Linked DNA regions of Mus musculus: regions 1 and 2 are each linked to region 3. Evidence: chromatin contacts called from public Hi-C and promoter capture Hi-C data. All regions are on one chromosome and are shown on one strand. The core of a region is the stretch at or near the end of the contact, and the rest is flanking DNA. Distances in the headings are between cores, read along the strand shown. Region 1 overlaps Lgr5 (leucine rich repeat containing G protein coupled receptor 5). Region 2 overlaps Lgr5 (leucine rich repeat containing G protein coupled receptor 5). Region 3 holds the start of Lgr5 (leucine rich repeat containing G protein coupled receptor 5).

Region 1 (3,152 bases), core at 300-2,799, 67 kb after region 3:
TTTGTTACTTTTTTGCATGTATAGGTGTGTGTGCAGTGTATGCATGTGTGTGTGCAGTGTATGCATGTGTGTGTGCATATTTACATGTGGCGGGGATTCGTGTGTGTGTGTGTGTGTGTGTGTGTGCACAAGCAAATGTATACACGTATGTGCACGTGTGTGCTCATGCATATGGAGGCCTAAGGGATGATATTAGGTATCCACCCCAATCACTCCTCACTCTGCTGAGGCAGCGTCTGTTGGCCAACTGTGAGATTCACCAATTCTAACTCGTCTAGCTAGCCAGCTTGCCCCAAGTATCCATTGTCTCTCTACCCCCAGACAGCTGGGATTAGAAGTAGCTGCCATACCTTCCTGGCTTCAACGTGAGTTCTGGGGACCTGAAGTCTTGTCCTCATGCTTGCAAGACAAATGCCTTATCCACTGAGTGATCTCCCCAGCTTTGTGTTGGTTAATGTTAAAATAACTCTTCATTTCCATAGCATCACCGAGTTAGCGTTAACATTTGTCAAAACAACTGCACAATCAACATCTACTCTGCTGAGGAGTTGCCGTGGGTGTGCACACTTTCACAAAGAAACCCAGCGTCTTAAGATGAGCTTTAAGTATGAAATGCAGATCTGATGTTACCATGGCCTTCATTCTCAGGATGAGGCAGCAGGCCACTTTCTCCCCAAACCTGCAGCAACTATATGAATTCTGAGCTGGTCTTGGTTCAGGTCTGCCTAGCTGTCAGTCTCTGGATTTCTGAGACACAGATAGGAAAGCCATCGATGCTATACATCACATGAGAAAATGGTAAGGAGATAGAGAAAGGAAAAAAAACAACAACAATAAAATCTAATTACACGGACTTTCACTTGAAACAAAAATTGATTGAGTTCTACCCAGAGTCGCTTGTTGTTTCCTGTGCCAGGAACTACTGTGCAGGCCCAGCAGGAAGTGTGCTGCAGAACAGGATCGCCTTACACCCTCCTTTTATGGTTCATTTCACTTATTTAATGCAATCTGAGAAGCTGCAAAAGGAGCAAGTCTGAAGAGGGAAAGGGCTTTTTGTCTTGTTTTGTTTCAAGTTTCTTTGGATCAAAACATTTGTTTTTACAAGGTGCTTAAACCCTCCCCCCCCCCCCCCCCCAGAACAGGAGTTCTAGAGTTGCCAGGTGAAGACATCTCTTTTTGTCTCTTTGAAAGCAAGACACAAAGTCCGGGTTTCGTCTGCTTCCTTCTCGGCCCTACTCAACATCACTCTAAACCTGAAGAATTATGACCATGTCCATGAATGGTCTAAGCCATCTTGCATTCCATGCAAGCTCCTCATAGAGTGTTTAATCTGAGAAAGAGCCCCCGACCTTAGCGGGTTATATATCTGGGATGGAAAATCACCATTCATTTGTTAAGGGCGGGGGGGGGGGGGCGGAATGAGTTCGTTTTACTGTCTTGCTTGGAAATGTGTGAGGCAAACAGCTGGATTTCCTTGCAGTGTGGTATATCCCGCTCCTCACGTGCTGTCTGTCTGTCTGTCTTCCCTCCCCTCCAGGGACCTCAGTATGAACAACATCAGTCAGCTACCCGCCAGTCTCCTACATCGCCTCTGCTTCCTAGAAGAGTTGTAAGTACCACTGCTGTCTGGGTGTTTCCAGTCAATGCTGAGCACATTCCTGCATTTGTCTCTCATACTTGCTGTGGGAATCAGATAAAACAAATCGGGGAAGCTGTCGGCACCAACAACTCTGGCACATGAGGAAACACTTAAGTGGTGGGGGGGCCAGGGGAAGACTAGCCTATGATTCTGGAAATCAACTTATAAAAGAGTTTACCATGAGGCTACAACTTTCTAAGGTGAGACTGAGCCAAGCAAATTAAAATTTTAAAGCAAAGGCTGTTTAAAAGAGCTGGATGACTTTCTGGAAACAGTTAAACAGCGGGGCATTAAAAGTTTGAATACTGGTTCATGTTTATTAAAATAGCAAGTAAAGCTCTAATGAAAACCAAAACCTGCCGCTCGATTCAGCTTGGGACTGGGAGGACCGAGGCCATGTTGCCTAGCACCAAAACTTCTTGTCCTAATCCCTTTTAATTACTATTTCCCTCCTTTTAAATGTAGCTTCCCTCAAGGCTTCAACGGAGAAAAACATGAGATCCAGAGGACTTAACGGGTTCTTCTAAACTCACTCTTAAAAAAAAAAATTTAAAGGAGAAAGATAAAATTAGTTAATGATGCACAGAGGAAACCTGATTGAGTCTAGTGATCACTTTCCAGAAGATGAAAAAGAACTGTATAAACCAAAAGTCTGCATTTGCAAAGTCATTTGATCCTCAGACCCTGCTGAGTGATGGAAGCTCCACACCATCATGGCCCCTGGGAGGGAGGCTTGGCACCATCAGTTGGGTAAATCCTCTGACGGTTGATTAAAGGGATTGTGTCGGCAATGACCTCTTTGGAAAATGCGTCCCTTTTAAACCCTAAACTCAGGGTCCAATTTGAGGAGTAATTTAAATCTTTGGTGCACCACATGATCCACCACGGGAGGTGGGGTGTTCCAGCGTAACCAAACTGTGCATCAGCGATCATCTCCTCAAGAGGGTAATATTCCCAAGTTCTCCATGCTAGCCCTTTATCCTTTCCTTTGTAATGGTGTTATTGCTTAAAGAGCATTATTGTTCTTATTCCTAGAAAGAGTATAACCAATTGGTTATCACGTGGTATGGTGGGGAATCGGGATAGTAATTTATATAGCAAGGGTTGGTTTTTTTTTTTATCATTTAGAGAATATATTTAGTCTATATCTAGACTTCTCTCTCTTCCTCTGTACACTCTATCACGTTCACTTACATGGCTACAACTTAGCCTTCAAAAAAGCTAGGAGTATATCTGCCTTAGTCATGGGCTGTACATAATAAATAATAAAAGTTCTGAAAAATAGCAAGTGAAGCACTTCAGAGGAGCTTCACACACAGTGTGTGTGTGTACATGTATGTATGTGTGTGTGTGTACATGTATGTACGTAGCAGTTGCTTTAAGTAAATTTCAAACATCAGGCCTGCTGGCTTAACTGCAACTCTCTTGTTCTCCTTGCCCTGCCCAATTAAAATGCAAAATTTAGCTCTCTGCACCATGGTATTACTATGATAAAAAACTATGTACCCTTTCC
Region 2 (3,274 bases), core at 597-3,096, 94 kb after region 3:
CGCATTCTTTTGTACACTTGTGCAAATGATAAAATGGAATTATGCACCCACATCATGACCAGGACTTCTTAGGCTGTTACTATACCGTGTATTCAGTAAGCAAGGTTTGTGGAAGAAATCAACAGCCATGTGAGGGTTTTCCATCTTAACTGCACACTGCGGGACTATAAACCCTTTAACGGTTTTGTCTCTCACTGAAACATCTTGAACAAAACCAGAATTTTCTAATTAACTCACTGGGGACTCGAGATAACCTGCTCTCGTTCTGCCATCTGAAGGTAACCGGATGAGAGATGAGGGCTTAATTGATAATTGGGGGTTTTGTAGGATTTATTTATTTATCATTTGCACTCACACACCCCCAGGAATTTAACCTCCCCCCAAAACCTGTTGTGCGTGATGCTCTGATGTTTTTAAGACCCTGGGACAGTGTCTGATGCTACTGTGTTGGGGACAGCGATTGTTAATTTTCTTTTCTGTCTTTGTTGTTGTTGTTGTTGTTGTTGTTGTTGTTGTTGTTGTTGTTGTTTGCATGGACAGTATGCTGCAGAACAACCAGCTGAGACAGGTTCCGGAGGAAGCGCTACAGAATTTGAGAAGCCTTCAATCCCTGTAAGTACAGCTGTAACTGCAAACCATGAATCTCAATTGAGAAGGACCTGACCTGTGTTATCCAGGAGCTGGTGGGGTTGAACGGACTAGAAGCCTTGGCCTTAGCCTTTGGTGGTTCCAGGCAGATGTTTAATGACGTCTTCAGTCAAAAGCCTGAATATGTTGGTGTCTCCAGAGCAAACATTCACTTAGATAATCCTGTCCACAGGACCATTAGTATTTTTTTTTTCTGAATTCAAATGAAAAATGATGCTTACCTTTTACCTAGAAAATTGGAATGGACAATCTGCCATTTTGGCTTCTTTAATTTGTTTTATCTTTAAACTGTCTGAGCTTCTTTGTGATCCAACCTTACTTAGCAAAATAACTACAAGTGTTTTAAATTCCACATTATCTGTCAAGGGCCCTCAAATTAGGAAATCCAGATCTACCATGTGTCCTGATGCATAGCTACTACATAAACCACAAGCTGCCCATCACTGTACACATTGATAATCACAAACAGTCCCACAGTGCTCATCTACATAAACTCAAAGACCTCACACAGACAGAGACACAGACACACAGACACAGACACAGATACAGACACAGACAGACACACAGACACAGACAGACACAGACAGACACAGACAGACACAGACACAGACAGACACAGACACAGACAGACACAGACACAGACAGACACAGACACAGACAGACACAGACACAGACAGACACAGACACAGACAGACACAGACACAGACCAGATAAACACACAGACACAGACACACTACAATGGTGCTAATGCCTTTTGCTCAGAACACACCTTTCCAGCAGAAGTTTCCCTCCCAGCACCCACATAAACAAATAAGTAACTCCCCACAAGAGGAGCATTCATACCGGCCAGCTGTTTGGGGACTTGGGTTGGAAGTAATTATTCTCAAACGCTACTCGGCAAGTCTCTGCCATAACTGTTGTGTTAGTAAACCATCGTCTCACCAGAAGGTAGGAATGGTAACAGTACAGTTGGATGATTTCTGACACACATGTGTGTCAAGTGCTCTCTAATTATACCTACACTTGAGGTCTTCATCTGTCAAACAAAGCGCTGCTTTCTGGTCCTGACTGATGAGGGAGATAAAGGCACGGAAAAAAGGAAAAAAAAAAAAAAAAAAAAGAGCGAGGACTGCAGACTCTAGCCGGAAAAATCCTCCGTAAGGAATCCATCAGTTAATAATTACATACGGTTTGCTTGATGCTTTCTACTGCAGTAACGAGAGAAGGGGGTGTGAGATCTGAAGATGAGACCTTCATTCTTTGATCTTTTCCTTTTAATGAAAGAAAATCTGTGCTTGAGGTCATTTCAAGCTTTTTTATTCTAGTCAAACAAAGTGACTTCCTAGGTTTTCAGCAGCCTATAGATAAACAAGCGCACAAGGGACCCTTTGTGGCTGGGGCTGGGGCTGTTGCATTTCCAACCCCTCCTTAATGACAGGACAGTGTCACTCTGCTTTTGTTGAGCTTGCTCTACCTGAAGGAAGCAAGCAGAGGGAAGCCGACTGCCTCCAGTAGGGCTGTAGTGGGGGGATGGGGCTAAATGGAAATTGAGATACTGACACTGCCCAGTAGGAACTTTAAACAGCTGCAAAGCAGTCAGTAGATTCTAGGATAAGAGTTTGTAACCGAAATCCCCTATTGGCTGAAAGATCACAAACAGAAGGGAACTCTTTGAGAAAGAGAAAACCATGAGCCTTTTCTTCACTTCAGCTGGGCGGCGACTCTCTGATAAAGGTGTTCAGATTTAGTTTCTGCCAGGCTAGATATGTACTGTTCACCAGGTGTCTCCCAGTTTCTGGTTCACAAAGGAATTTCTTTCTGAAACCTTATAAACACATAAGTGCGTGTTCCCTGTGAAAAGAGTCAAGGGTTAATTTTCTGGGATGACATCACATCCGAAATGAAGCGTCTAGACAGGTTCTCAGCCCCTGGCACACACCGCTTTGTGTCAGCTGGGTTAGGTGACAAATGGTCACAAGGTCCCTTTGCCCAGAGCTCAGTCAGTGTGAGCTATGAGGCAAGGGCAGTGTACACTGGTGTGCTTCTCTTTGTCGCTGATCACTTGTGCTGCCTTGGTGGGACAATTAGGATCTGTTCACAAAAGATTCGTGAGCACAACTTAACCACCAGCTCCACAGACCATGCTGCACCAACGAAAGGTGCCCCTGTCCTGGTTTGGAGGTTTGGGGAACAGCAAACTCTATTCAAGTTGTGTTGTTATCTTGTGTGTTAAGCGCTACCTTGTGGTAAATTGTCTTTCTCATGCTTCTATTTACCAGCTCCTAAATGAAAGCCTTACAGTAGGCCTCGTGGTCCTCCCATTCCTTATCGGTTTCCATTCTGATTCCAGACTGTCCACCTGGAACGCAAGGACATTCACTTCAGTATCAATAAGAGCAGGGGGTGGGGGTGAAATTCCATCGTCCCCACTGTGCCAATATTAGGAAGTCCCCCTACCAAGTCACAGCCTCTTCTTGGACCTGGGTCAACACTTAGATTACCACATGGCCCCATTAATATATGGAGGTTCTATTAGTCTACTGTCTTCAATTAACCCCCATTTTCCCAACCCCAACACACACACACACACATACACACACACACACACACATACACACACACACAC
Region 3 (3,178 bases), core at 91-2,590:
GCATGTGTGTGTGTCCGTCCCCCAAACCTTATCAAGGAGAAACACAAACTTACTGAAAACAGGCCTCACCCAACAAAAATCCATACTCGGACTATAGGTTCAAATGAAATAATATAAGTTCATAAATATGCATGTATCCGTATATGGCTATATCAGGCAGGTGAAGAGGCAAGTTTAGGAACCACTCCTAGGACTAAAAGGTGATAAATATGTCACATAAAGGAAAGTCTTCCTGCTTTTAAAATTCAGTTTCTCAGATAAATTCCACTGGACAGACTAAGAATCAAATCTAGGTGGACTTGAATGCCAAAGGGCTACCGGACTTCCTGTGGTCCAGAGGGGAAAGTTGGCAAAGTAGGCTTGGCCTGAAATCCACAGCTGTTCGCTCAGGTGTGGTCGACTTTTACTTCACTGAGGTCTAGTTCCAAAAGGGGGGGAGGGAAAAAGGGAAGAGGAGGGAGGGAGGGTGGGAGGGAGGGAGAGTGAGAGGGAGGGAGAGAAGAATGGAGGGGGGGAGGGAGAACCAAATCTTCAGGTTCTTCTTTCTTCTCATCCTTTTTCCCAGCAGAATTCCCTGTTGGTGTGTAAGAACTTCCTTCTTTCATTAGTGTTCTTCCAAGGTGTCTGAAAGGAGGCCTAGGAGACTCACCTGAGTGGGGTGGCTCTTGGTTTTAAGATCCCTCCACAAGTGAACAGCGTGAGAATATCACCCCCACCCCGAGGCCGCTGCCTTTTTAAAGCCAGTTTGCTTCCCTGGTCCAGGGTGAATTGGGAGGACCCTGGAGTACCAGCTTACTAGTTTTATTTGTTTAGCGATTTCTTTGAGGCTTTGATAGTTGAGCAAGAGGGAGCCAGACAGCGCCCTGATGGAAGGATCAAAAAGGCCACCCATCTTCCCGGGGGACTCCTGCTCTCCTTCTGTGATGCCAATCTTTCGGATCAGATTTTGGTCCTTTTAACAAGCACTGCATGCATCCCCCTAGGTTATCTGACATGGACCAGAGAAAGCCTGTGTTATCTTTCAGTCCCTAAGTGTCCCCTTAGGTTGTTTTGAAGCAAGTCCCCTTTAGCTTTCACATCTCAGTCGCGGGTACCCAGGAACTGTAGAGGATGGGTGCAGGTGGGGGACCCCTGCCGGGCCCGGGACGCTGGGTGCAGGTACCCACCCATTGGAAGCGCCCAGCACTCCCCAAGACCTCAGGCTGCCAGCCGCCCGCGCAGCCGGGTCCAGGGATGGTGGGAGGGAGGAGGGAAAGCGAGGCCGGGCTCGGGGTGCCTGGAAAGCAGGGCTGCGCTGACGTCACTGGGCGCGCAATTTGGCTGGAGCGCTTTAAAAAAGGAGCGTGCGAGCGGAGATGCTGCTGCACACAGCTCAGACCGCCTGCAGCAGCAACAACGCTCACAGCCACTGCGGCGACTTCAGAGAGAGGGCTCCCGAGGCCGGTGGGACCACGATTCTCTGCGCGGTCCCCACGGGGCTACGACCCGGCAGACGCCCATTGGGGTTGCAGACGTCTGGTGAGCTGCAGAAGCCGGTGGAGAAGAGCCCGGAGCGCCTCGGTTCTGCATCAGCCCCGGCGCTGCCCTCTACAGGCTCCCTGCTCTCTGCTCCCAGTCTCGGGCACCATGGACACCTCCTGCGTCCACATGCTCCTGTCCTTGCTGGCGCTGCTGCAGTTGGTGGCCGCCGGCAGCTCACCGGGACCAGATGCGATACCGCGGGGCTGCCCATCACACTGTCACTGTGAGCTGGATGGCAGGATGCTGCTCAGGGTGGACTGCTCGGACCTGGGGCTCTCGGAGCTGCCCTCCAACCTCAGCGTCTTCACCTCCTACCTGTAAGTGACCCCCCCCCCCGCCTCGCTGCGGGCACCGAGCTCAAAAGGGATGGGGTATAGGTGGGAAACCTCGGCTGGGGCTCCCCACAGGCACACGCCTGCTCCGGAGGGGGCAGGCGAGTTTGCCAAGGGCATTCTGACCAGACCTGTTGTGCCTCCAGAGAAAGGCACGTGTCTCTCTCTCTGACAGAGCAGAGCCTAGCTTTCTGTACCCTGGGAGAAGGAGCTTAAAGCGCACTGGGGCAGAGAGCCGGTGCGCAGGCTGCTTTGCAGTGCCGCGCCTGGCAGGACGCAGGACCAGTCCCTCCGAATGTGCGCATTTGTGTGCTGAGTGGGGGTTTGTGCTCAGGGACCTGGGACCCAAGGGCAGGCTGTCCTATTGCTCACAGGCGCGACCTCTGCGTCTGGGCTGAAAAACTTTCCCTGCAAGAGAAACACAACTTCTTCAACCCCCCCCCCGGGGGGGTGCTGCTCTGCACACACCGCCCCCCCCACACACTGGAGTGTGGTGAAATCTCTTTTCTTTTTTTCTTCCTTTTTTTTTTTAAACAAAGTGATTAAAATGTGGCAACCACAAACCCCCGATTAGAGCTGCCAGAACGTTATCTTTACCTTTGGCTGGCCGAACCGCCCTTTGAAGTGCCGCCGGCCACATTGTAATCTTTAACCATCTCCTCCCCCGCCGCAGCTAAGGGAAGTGGGCTGAAGGCAGCCGGGCGGGTAAACAGGGGCGCCGCTGACATCCAAAGGGGGACCTGGAGCTTTCTATCGGCCCCTGGGAATTGTCCTAGCTTTTCTGCTCCTGCTATGGCGTCCAAATCCCCGACCGTGGAACCAAAGCTGCGGTTCCTTAATAATGTGGTCTCTGAGAAGCCCAGGCGGGAGGGTGACAGGTGGTGGGTTAGATGAGGTGACTCAGAAGCGACTCATCTCTGTGGGACCGAGATAAGTACTCCTCCCGACTCTCCTTCAAATCTGAAGCTCGGTTCCTTGGGGCCCAGAGACCAGGGTCAGGCCACCTTGAGGTAACCCGATCTCCTAACTATGAGGTGAAATAAATTTGTGGTCTTTATTTTTTTTAAAATCAAGACATTTCGCCGAGCCCATTCCAAACCCTGTGTTCCCAGTTTCGGCTTTCTCTGATGTTACCTTGGCAGGAGTTGACTGAAATGGTTGTGAGTTCGGTTTTCCCCCCCTCTGGTTAGGAGTTTTGCGGGAAGAAACACCAGGCTTACACAATGTTCCCCTGCTAGGCAGTGAGTGGTTGTTTTGTTTTGTTTTTCTTCTGGAGACAATGAGCAACAGAAAATATCGTTCGACCTGTTTTGATATTGTGACTT

What was found. Promoter capture Hi-C pulls out the DNA fragments that hold promoters and counts their contacts. A called contact is a pair of places that touch in the nucleus more often than the background predicts.
Region 1: a Hi-C map of nephron progenitors shows a contact between it and region 3, with 1.8 times the contacts expected there. The contact joins the enhancer-like site here to the promoter of Lgr5 in region 3. A contact is called at or near these places in 2 of 39 promoter capture datasets (the C10 cell line and trophoblast stem cells), 2 of 484 Hi-C or Micro-C datasets (LSK cells and nephron progenitors) and 3 of 9 other capture datasets (adipose tissue, macrophages and pancreatic islet).
Region 2: a contact with region 3 is called in a promoter capture Hi-C map of epiblast stem cells, with 2.4 times the contacts expected there. The contact joins the enhancer-like site here to the promoter of Lgr5 in region 3. A contact is called at or near these places in 12 of 39 promoter capture datasets (the 3T3-L1 cell line, 3T3-L1-derived adipocytes, the C10 cell line and 8 more), 1 of 484 Hi-C or Micro-C datasets (nephron progenitors), 5 of 115 datasets of contacts at active chromatin or transcription factors (embryonic hindbrain, embryonic limb bud, intestinal villus epithelium and 2 more) and 2 of 9 other capture datasets (embryonic stem cells and liver).

Annotation. Positions count from the first base shown.
Region 1 is chr10:115,519,063-115,522,214 of GRCm38.p6, reverse strand. It overlaps Lgr5 (leucine rich repeat containing G protein coupled receptor 5), which reads left to right. Exons shown (of 18, transcript NM_010195.2): 2 at 1,538-1,609. Among named protein-coding and RNA genes, the nearest start is that of A930009A15Rik, 49 kb to the left of the region's middle. Within about 2 kb of position 1,549, at least 27 of the 459 cell types and tissues checked have an H3K27ac peak or open chromatin away from gene starts, as enhancers often do. A contact at or near this core is called in nephron progenitors, where this site is marked.
Region 2 is chr10:115,492,508-115,495,781 of GRCm38.p6, reverse strand. It overlaps Lgr5 (leucine rich repeat containing G protein coupled receptor 5), which reads left to right. Exons shown (of 18, transcript NM_010195.2): 4 at 541-612. Among named protein-coding and RNA genes, the nearest start is that of A930009A15Rik, 76 kb to the left of the region's middle. Within about 2 kb of position 1,846, at least 21 of the 459 cell types and tissues checked have an H3K27ac peak or open chromatin away from gene starts, as enhancers often do. A contact at or near this core is called in epiblast stem cells and second pharyngeal arch cranial neural crest, where this site is marked.
Region 3 is chr10:115,585,942-115,589,119 of GRCm38.p6, reverse strand. It overlaps Lgr5 (leucine rich repeat containing G protein coupled receptor 5), which reads left to right and starts at 1,340. Exons shown (of 18, transcript NM_010195.2): 1 at 1,340-1,838. The coding sequence starts at 1,627.